Linked DNA regions of Oncorhynchus mykiss: region 1 is linked to region 2. The links are chromatin contacts, called in public Hi-C maps. All regions are on one chromosome and are shown on one strand. The core of a region is the stretch at or near the end of the contact, and the rest is flanking DNA. Distances in the headings are between cores, read along the strand shown. Region 1 overlaps LOC110521516 (nuclear factor 1 C-type). Region 2 overlaps LOC110521516 (nuclear factor 1 C-type).

What was found. Hi-C and Micro-C count contacts between places; a contact is called where the count stands out from the background.
Region 1: a contact with region 2 is called in a Hi-C map of blood, with 1.9 times the contacts expected there. The contact joins two enhancer-like sites. A contact is called at or near these places in 3 of 3 Hi-C or Micro-C datasets (blood and liver).

What each region holds. Positions count from the first base shown.
Region 1 is chr30:20,444,507-20,449,831 of USDA_OmykA_1.1, reverse strand. The region is part of intron 2 of LOC110521516 (nuclear factor 1 C-type); the gene reads right to left. Among protein-coding and RNA genes, the nearest start is that of LOC118945756, 78 kb to the right of the region's middle. Within about 2 kb of position 2,706, at least 5 of the 11 cell types and tissues checked have an H3K27ac peak or open chromatin away from gene starts, as enhancers often do. A contact at or near this core is called in liver, where this site is marked.
Region 2 is chr30:20,404,212-20,409,454 of USDA_OmykA_1.1, reverse strand. LOC110521516 (nuclear factor 1 C-type) reads right to left here. Exons shown (of 11, transcript XM_036968482.1): 2 at 4,015-4,546. Among protein-coding and RNA genes, the nearest start is that of LOC118945756, 38 kb to the right of the region's middle. Within about 2 kb of position 3,259, at least 3 of the 11 cell types and tissues checked have an H3K27ac peak or open chromatin away from gene starts, as enhancers often do. A contact at or near this core is called in liver, where this site is marked.

The sequences.
Region 1 (5,325 bases), core at 1,457-3,956, 41 kb before region 2:
AGTATGACCAAAGACAGTAAGGAACACAAACGCTGACTCTGCCATGATTTGCAGTCAAATGAATGACCCCTCTCTGAGTTCCCTCTTGGTACTTGTTACCACATAGGAAGTCAAACGAGAAACACTGGAAGAGTTATTTTGTAAGAGGCAGAAAGTGATCATTGAACTTCTAGACTGAAAGAAGCCATGGACTCTCCCGACTACAATTAGTGCTGTCAGCGTGAGTCGTGCCACGGGAGGTCAGGGGATTTTTATTCCAACAGGGAAAGCTATTAAACAACTATAGTGACTCGTCGTGGGCATTAATAGCTCCAGAGAAGGCCTCGCTTGTGTTGTGCGTAAAGAATTATAAAACTTTATTTTTCTTGCTTTTCCACAAACCACAATATAAAAAACCAGATGTGAACGCTGTGTTCTTTTCAAGTTATTTTTGGAAGGATTTCATAGACATATTAAAATATATATTTATATGTAAGGTTTTAAACCACCCACCATCCCGTTTGGATCGGCTATAAAGATTTCTCCCTGCAATTTGAGCGCAACATGTCATTTGCGTGGACACGTGGAGCGGTGTGCACACAACCTCGCACATGAAATAATGAATGATAAAACACACGCACATCTTTACAATTAACCACAATCTGAATGTCTTACATCATTTTCTTTCCATCCTATGAGAGTCTTTGGTATGTGGCTAAAGTAGGAGAACAGCATGATGGGGGCTTTCAGCCAAGCTTTTTTTTCTCCATAGTTCATGTATTTAACCCTTTATTTGACTAATCTGATTTGGTCACCTGATAACATACAGATAACATTAATTTGTCACCTGATAACATACAGATAACATTAATTTGATCACTCTTTTGTTGCTGAGAATATTCATGCACAGCAGAAAATGCAAATTTGTAGTGTATTTGTAGTGCCTGTTTGTGTTGGAGACAGCTCCAGGAGTCTTCCCACCACCAGGACTCTAAATAGAAAGGAATTACCACCATGCAGGCAGGCTGTCCTTCGCACTCCCTCTGTCTTCCATTCACAGCAGATTCCATTTCAAATAGGCTTTTCTGGCTTGGCAACAATAGAGTATATCTATAGCATCATTTCACTGTGGTTAGAAGCCACCGGCTAGCTCGCTGACCCCTTTCTCTACACCCTCTGTCTCTAGTTTTAAGTGGACATTACTGGAATGACAATAACGGGAGCCAGACAGCTGAATTGATGGCAAACAATAACATATATCAGACCACAATGGTACGCCCTAGGAACAACTTCATGGACAGACCCCCCAAGGATGTTAATGTCTCACTTCACTGCTCTCTGTTTGCCCAGCTAAGTTTTTACACAGAGGGCCAATGCCTTGTTATTCTGTGTGGTCAATAATCACTTCTCACATACTGTTCACCAAGCCAGTTAGTTATACTAGTATAATATATCATTACCATTTTAAAAAACTTTCCCAGGTTGCCCTGGCCTGGGTGTGTGTCCATCTGTAACCACAGGGGGCAGTGTGGAGGTCAGTAGTTTCACAGGGCTCTGATGCAGAATTCACTACTGATACAGCATGCTTTGGCTTAGATGACCCAGCCACAACCACTACTATAGTACGGTGAGTGTAGAAATGTACAGCTGTCACATACACACAGGATGAGTCTGATGAGTGTTTCTGCTAACCAGCAATGGATCTTAGGCTAAACTGCATCTACTGTAATACATTAAATTAAAGCACTAGTGTAATCAGCAATGACTGTTTATATGAATGGACAAAGCCATTAATCATATGACACCATTCACTTCCTGGTTACTCCAGGAAGTGAGGTTGCAGGCTAGATCAGTGCTGCCCCCTTTCATTGAGTAACTCAAGTTAAAAGGCCGACCGGGATACTGTAGGCTGCCATTAGCAACTAATTTATCCTTATAACGTCATCTGTGTACAATTAGAAAAATAATCAGTTCAAGGACATACATCTGGTCGATTAAAAGCAATTATTGGTACCATGATTGTCTTCTAAACATATTTCTATTCACATGAAGAATGACCACGAAAACTGCTATTTTCCCATTCATTTTAATGGGGATCCTGTTTTCTGCTAACAAGCCTGTCAGATTTGAACTTCCATGGCTTCAATGAGAAGGTGCAGTTTTTCACCCCTGGTAATCAGTCACTACAGGACATTTAATTGGCAGATGCAGATGCTGTCATCCATCCTATTGGTGCAGCATTGAAGTGAGCCAATGAAGTCAGGGAGGCTGATGAGAGCCAGACATAGGTGGTCTGACACTCTGGAATCTTTACGCCACATGTTAGGGGTGAGCCAGCAGCGACCAGAAAGAAAAAGGGAGGTCGTTAAACGACCAGAGTGGTTTTTGTAAGATTGTTTGTGTTCTTTTGACGAGCACCAATCTGTGAGCTGTCAAAGTGCAGTCTGGGAACAAAGAGGAGAGACACAGAGACAGAGAGATTTCTGTAGGTCTCATGTTTAGTATAGATACAGATTCTGCTCAGTCTAATATGCTGTTGAAGATACTTCTTCAAACTGGAACATTTGCTGAAAGTACTGCCTTGGAAGTGAAGCTTCACTTAACATTCTCTCTGTTCACACCACTAATCTCAGCACTCCTATCAAACTTGCAGCGCGTGCCACAAGTGTCGAGAGAGAGAGCAGAGGATCAACATAGGAGGTCATCTGAGGCAACCCTCCTCCCACAGATAGCTGGGTGTCTGCCTGGTGCCTGCCTGGGTGATATGATGTGTTGTATGGATGGATGGCAGCTCCAGTTGATGGACTGTGGCTTGGCACTGGTGCCTAAAGGCTTAACCTCAACTACAAGGCAAAATGAATCCCTCTGGAGGGAAAATTGTCTTGTGAAAAGGGGATATGAGAGGCCTGGGGTCTGGAACTGGGACTGACTCATATCTTGGGTATGGTGGATATAGACTTTGAGAGGTAGACCTACTGAGCACATTATAGCTAAATAATTCAGCAAAAAGCACATAAGTCTGGATTGAATCAATTCAATAAAGCGGTCGGAGAATGGGGTGACCGAGTATATTTCATAGAAATACTGTATCTGCATGACGCACTCTCAAAGCCGTGGCTTTGCGATTCTTAGATACCACCCCAAGACATGAGTTACACGACAACAGTTATCTAGCTACCTTTCCCCCTGAAGTAGTGTTCCCACCCCTGAAGTAGTGTTCCCACCCCTGACGTAGTGTTCCCACCCCTGACGTAGTGTTCCCACCCCTGACGTAGTGTTCCCACCCCTGACGTAGTGTTCCCACCCCTGAAGTAGTGTTCCCACCCCTGACGTAGTGTTCCCACCCCTGACGTAGTGTTCCCACCCCTGACGTAGTGTTCCCACCCCTGACGTAGTGTTCCCACCCCTGAAGTAGTGTTCCCACCCCTGACGTAGTGTTCCCACCCCTGACGTAGTGTTCCCACCCCTGACGTAGTGTTCCCACCCCTGAAGTAGTGTTCCCACCCCTGACGTAGTGTTCCCACCCCTGACGTAGTGTTCCCACCCCTGAAGTAGTGTTCCACCCCTGAAGTAGTGTTCCACCCCTGAGGTAGTGTTCCCAACCCTGAAGTAGTGTTCCACCCCTGAAGTAGTGTTCCACCCCTGAAGTAGTGTTCCACCCCCGAAGTAGTGTTCCACCCCTGACGTAGTGTTCCCACCCCTGACGTAGTGTTCCCACCCCTGAACATAGTGTTCCCACCCCCGAAGTAGTGTTCCACCCCCAAAGTAGTGTTCCCACCCCTGACGTAGTGTTCCACCCCTGAACATAGTGTTCCCACCCCCGAAGTAGTGTTCCACCCCCAAAGTAGTGTTCCCACCCCTGACGTAGTGTTCCCACCCCTGACGTAGTGTTCCCACCCCTGAGGTAGTGTTCCCTCCCCTGAGGTAGTGTTCCCACCCCTGACGTAGTGTTCCACCCCTGAAGTAGTGTTCCACCCCTGAGGTAGTGTTCCCACCCCTGAGGTAGTGTTCCCACCCCTGACGTAGTGTTCCCACCCCTGAGGTAGTGTTCCCACCCCTGAGGTAGTGTTCCCACCCCTGAGGTAGTGTTCCCACCCCTGACGTAGTGTTCCCACCCCTGAGGTAGTGTTCCCACCCCTGAAGTAGTGTTCCCCCCCTGACGTAGTGTCCCCACCCCTGACGTAGTGTCCCCACCCCTGACGTAGTGTTCCCACCCCTGACGTAGTGTCCCCACCCCTGACGTAGTGTTCCCACCCCTGAAGTAGTGTTCCCACCCCTGACGTAGTGTCCCCACCCCTGACGTAGTGTTCCCACCCCTGACGTAGTGTTCCCACCCCTGACGTAGTGTCCCCACCCCTGACGTAGTGTTCCCACCCCTGAAGTAGTGTTCCCACCCCTGAAGTAGTGTTCTCACCCCTGACGTAGTGTTCCCACCCCTGACGTAGTGTTCCCACCCCTGACGTAGTGTTCCCACCCCTGAAGTAGTGTTCCCACCCCTGAAGTAGTGTTCCACCCCTGAAGTAGTGTTCCACCCCTGAAGTAGTGTTCCACCCCTGAAGTAGTGTTCCACCCCCGAAGTAGTGTTCCACCCCCGAAGTAGTGTTCCCACCCCTGAAGTAGTGTTCCACCCCTGAAGTAGTGTTCCACCCCTGAAGTAGTGTTCCACCCCTGAAGTAGTGTTCCACCCCTGAAGTAGTGTTCCACCCCCGAAGTAGTGTTCCCACCCCTGAAGTAGTGTTCTCACCCCTGACGTAGTGTTCTCACCCCTGACGTAGTGTTCCACCCCCGAAGTAGTGTTCCACCCCTGAAGTAGTGTTCCACCCCCGAAGTAGTGTTCCCACCCCTGAAGTAGTGTTCCACCCCCGAAGTAGTGTTCCCACCCCTGAAGTAGTGTTCTCACCCCTGACGTAGTGTTCTCACCCCTGACGTAGTGTTCCACCCCCGAAGTAGTGTTCCACCCCTGAAGTAGTGTTCCACCCCCGAAGTAGTGTTCCACCCCTGAAGTAGTGTTCCACCCCCGAAGTAGTGTTCCCACCCCTGAAGTAGTGTTCTCACCCCTGACGTAGTGTTCCCACCCCTGACGTAGTGTTCCCACCCCTGACGTAGTGTTCCCACCCCTGAAGTAGTGTTCCACCCCTGAAGTAGTGTTCCACCCCCGAAGTAGTGTTCCACCCCCGAAGTAGTGTTCCACCCCCGAAGTAGTGTTCCACCCCCGAAGTAGTGTTCCACCCCCGAAGTAGTGTTCCACCCCCGAAGTAGTGTTCCACCCCTGAAGTAGTGTTCCCACCCCTGAAGTAGTGTTCCACCCCTGAAGTAGTGTTCCCACCCCTGAAGTAGTGTTCCCAC
Region 2 (5,243 bases), core at 2,010-4,509:
GTTACATTGGGTCATCATTTATTATTCTGCAATAAAAACTATTACCACAAATATGAGTAATAAGCCAAACAGGGGAGTTGTGTAAACACATTATTGCTGCAAATTAAACTCTGATTAACATAGAGGCAGAAAACAACAAGCTTTAACCCAGCATCATCCTTGGGGATCCAATGCATGCGGGAGTACTGCACTCTGCTCAATTAGTAAAGATACCAAAACACAGGCCAGCAAATGAGCAGAGACCAACACAGCCCAGCTGGTGTTGCTGTTTGATGGCTTAACACTGCTAACACTGCTCTCCCTGTCCAACCCAGAGATGAGATCAGGGAGGGAGGGAGGGAGGAGGTGGAGAGAGAGCTCTGATGAAGGAATCAGAGCACAACATATCCTTGGAACTGAAAGGGGGGTCTGTGCCTTTAAGAACAAATGCTGACTGGTTGCCTCTCTGCTCTCCCTCTCTCTCCCCCTCCTTCCTTTCCTTTCCCTCTCTCAGAACTAGCCTCCTCGCTCCCGCCCTCCCTCTTTCTTTGGTCTGAGTGAAAGTGAAAAGCTGCAGCTCCTTATCAGAGTGTTTACAGCCAGGAGTTTGTAGGCTATTAGGCAGGTCAGGTGACAGGGAGGCTGTGCTGCACCATGACCCAGACATCTCAGGGTGAAGGTTGCCTCAGGGAGGGGTGGGGGGGGTGACAGGGTTTACTGGTGGGAGGGGCCAGAGCCAGCCAGGCCAGAGGTAGATCAGTGGCAGACACACAGCCCAGCTAGTTTATTTGGTTCCATGGAAGTTGTGGGAACGTATGTTTTTGGTTCCATATAGGTTGTGGGCCAAAGCTATATGTTTCCTGACTTGTAAAACTGAAGTGAACATTTCGCCTGTTCTGGGAACGTTTATTTTTAGGTTGCAGGGAGGTTCTGAGAACATTTTACTCTGGTTTCTTTAAAGTTTCTTGGGAGGTTTAATTAACGCTCTGAGAACAGAAATTATAGGTTTTGGAATCACTTAAAACTTTCACTGAATGTTTCATTAAGACTTTTAATAACACTGTCAGCTTATTTTGTTTTAATTTTTTTTAAACTCAAAATACAGATAGGACGAATGGAAATTAATTTCCTCAGGCATTAATCATGTAAACATATTTATTTTTGTTTGTGACAAGGCATCAGTGAGAATTGAACATATAATATTTTGCTCTCGATCGATGGAATTAGTCCAATTCATCACCAGGATGAAGCTAGCATGACATGTTTTTTGCGCATACAAAGCTGTTCATTTTAGTCTCTTCAAACAGACCCCATTTCAAAGGAATCAAGCACTCATTAAGAGGCCAACACGTGAACAAACGCAACAAGATAAAGGATAGAGCGAGTTATGTTGATGCTGAGAATGGAATGAATATGTTTTTAAATAACATTCTTAGAACATTCTCTTAACGTTACTAAAGTTTTTAACATTCTCAGAACAATTTGAGAACATTACTTTAAATAGAACCATGAGGAAACTAGTTTCCTAACCAGCTGACGAACGTTCCTAGAACATTACAAAATTGAAATGAAATGTAACCACATTTGAACTTTTAGCAAATGTTCTGTTAAGGTAATGAAATAAAGTTTCATTAAAATAAAGTTTTTTTGTCAACTTCCGTAAATGTGCTGAGAATGTTCCAACGCCAAGCAACTGTCCTGCTCCATTCCCAGAAAGTTGTGGGAAGGTTGTATGCAAACTAACCATAGGTTAACCACGCTCTCATAAAGCTCTAAGAAACATATGGTTCTCAGAGCATTATGTGCTAGCTGGGATGGTTCTCATAGCATTATGTGCTAGCTGGGATGGTTCTCAGAGCATTATGTGCTAGCTGGGATGGTTCTCATAGCATTATGTGCTAGCTGGGATGGTTCTCAGAGCATTATGTGCTAGCTGGGATGGTTCTCAGAGCATTATGTGCTAGCTGGGATGGTTCTCATAGCATTATGTGCTAGCTAGGATGGTTCTCAGAGCATTATGTGCTAGCTGGGATGGTTCTCAGAGCATTATGTGCTAGCTGGGATGGTTCTCATAGCATTATGTGCTAGCTGGGATGGTTCTCAGAGCATTATGTGCTAGCTGGGATGGTTCTCAGAGCATTATGTGCTAGCTGGGATGGTTCTCAGAGCATTATGTGCTAGCTGGGATGGTTCTCAGAGCATTATGTGCTAACTGGGATGGTTCTCAGAGCATTATGTGCTAGCTGGGATGGTTCTCAGAGCATTATGTGCTAGCTGGGATGGTTCTCAGAGCATTATGTGCTAGCTGGGAGCTCACAGCTGAGGACAGAAATAATTTCCAGCACTAGCTCAGCTATCAGGCTTCCCTCTCTTCTCGCCCTCTCTGTCATCTTCCTTTTTCTGTTCACCTCAGGAACAGCCATATTTATTCAATCTAAACAAATACAGCAGATTTTTTTACCTTTATTTAACTAGGCAAATCAGTTAAGAACAAAATGTTTATTTACAATGATGGCCTACCGGGAAACAGTGAGTTACCTGCCTTGTTCAGGGGCAGATTGACCAGCACAGAAAGGGGCAGGGGCAAATTGACCTGAGATTGACTAGCACAGAAAGGATTTCAGCTTTAGGCCTGTCATATTGAGAGTCAAATGTGGACAAAATCCTAAATAAAAGATGTTAATAATTAAGAAGAAAATAAACTAAGCTAACAAGCTTGAAAAGTCTTGTAAAAAAAAGTATTCAGCTAAGAATGTATAGCAAAATGAAAGCAATTACTGATAATGTAACACAACACACACACACACACACACACACACACACACACACACACACACACACACACACACACACACACACACACACACACACACACACACACACACACACACACACACACACACAGGCCATAGAGAAGACCCTGTCTGTCTGCTCTGCTCACACACAGAAAGGCTGAGGAGGGTCTTCTGCAGTGCTGAGTCCCTGCATTCAGTATATCGTACAGCAAAATAATGATTTTACCTGCATATGGAGCCAATTGCTTCCCATAATATTTCCAAACTGTTTGCATTGTAACATAGGCTGACAGTAGCAGAGGATTTATTTTTATGATCATAATTGTATTTGATGACAAGCTTTGCTCCTCCCTGCCACTAAAGAGGTCTAATAGAACAGCCAATTCGCTTAATAGTGACCTGGCAGGCTTGTTGAGACCTATGGCAGGGGCCAGGGAGGGGCTGCCTCCTCTGATGGGACAACTCCTCCTTGGCCTCTGCCATGGGTCCCAACCAGCCTGCCAGGTCACCCCACTCTGAGCCAAGTAGCAGAGGATGCAGAGAGTGGCCCTGTCTGATGGCTGCTGGCTCTAGCCCTGAGAGGCACCCTGCCTGCCTGTCTGTGCATCAGCTGGTGCCCAGCTTTCCCCTCTAACTACCAGGCTACACCCTTTTATTAAACACTGTACATTAACACATCTCTGAGGCTGGCGTTCGAAATCCATGCTCATTTAAAATGATTTACACTGTCAGGACTTGGCTCCAGTTCATTTCTCTCTTTCTACTTTCTTCTCTCTCGCTTGCCCTCTCTCGCTAACTATCTGTCTCTCTCGCTCTCCCGGGGTGGCAGGTAGCTTAGTGGTTAAGATCACTGGGCCAGTAATCTGAAATGTTTCTGGTTCAAATCCCTGAGCTGGCAAGGTGCTAAAATCTGCTGTTCTGCCCTTGAGCAAGGCAGTTAATCCCCATTCAGACAATCCCCCGCACCACTCTGATTCAGAGGGGTTGGGTTACATGCACAAGACACTATTCAGTTGAATGCATTCAGTTGTACAACCGACTAGGTATCCCCTCACTCTCTCAAGACCAACTTCTACAGTGCTGTGTGACTCAGTAAAGTGGTTGTTCAAAAGATCCTCCACTGAGTCAACAGTTGTTCACTACGCCACAGCATCTGTGTAGACTTCCTCCACTGACATGACACTGATGCAAAAGGAACCGTTGATAAAACACTAGCGAGAATGTGAGTGCAGTGCAGTACCTCTCTCCTGTACGAAGTAGGCCAGGTAGAGGTCCAGCTCCTTGACCGAGACACTGATGTGGTGTGGCTGGACACAGAGGATGGGGTTGTTGCACGGCCCAGCCTTGACCAGGCGCTCTCCGTCCGTGCTCTCCAGCGGGATGCCCTTGAACAGGATGACCATGACCAGGTCCAGCCTCCATACCTTGTCGGCCTGACGCAGGCAGTCGATCCTCCTCATCTTGCCCTTCTGGTCAGGGTTAGAGAGGACACAGCAGGGGGGCTTCTTCCCCGTGATGGACAGCACAAAGTCCTCGCGGCACTCAGGCCGGATGTCCTTGCGCAGTTTGGCCAGCAGACGCGACGCCCACTTCTGCTTGACCTCGGGCTTCTCTCCCAGCAGCTCGTCCTTCACTGCCCGCTCTTCGTCCTTAGTCATCCTTTTCTCGTGCTTCTTGAAGTACTTGCGTTTGCGCGCCTGCAGGTTGAACCAGGTGTAGGCGAAGGCACGCACATGCGGCAGAAGGGCCTCGATGAACGGATGAAACTCATCCTGGATAAGTGGACAAGAAGAAAGGGGTAAGTACTACTTTCTACATAAATGTACCAGAAGCGACCATGCTGTATGAACCGTAACCTATAACAGTGTATACAGTACATGTGTATGGAACCAATTACTGTAAATAAAGAAAAGTGCAACCATAGTGGTTATTTGTCTCCATGCTCAGTGGAACACCACCACCAACAGTAATCATTTATTCAATTATGTTTTGTTGATTATTTGCCTTCTTTTGGTCAGATTTTCAACAAACAAAATATACATCTGCATGACTTTGGGGCACCTCACAAGCCACAGTTGCTTTGCTGTTTAGCCCACAACGATTGAGCAATGTTCTCTTGGTATCTCTAATTACTTCCATATTTTCACTGAGCAAAAATCCCATATGCACCAGCCTGCCCTATAAAAGGCATTCAGAGATCATTTGCACATATAATTTGCAAAACGATATAGTCTAATATATAGGCATGGTGCCTACGTTCATGTGTTTGCATGTCTGCAGGTTTAGCCAAACAATGTATAGACTAAGGTTTGTTTATGAGCACATCATAGGCTATAAATGCATGCATATGTATGTATGTGTTTGTTCTTGCTCATGAAGGCCCATTAATTGAGTGATTGTGTGCAAAGGGGTAATCCATCCAAATGTAATACAATGTCATTTGCACATACAAGCTGAGTTAAAGATTTA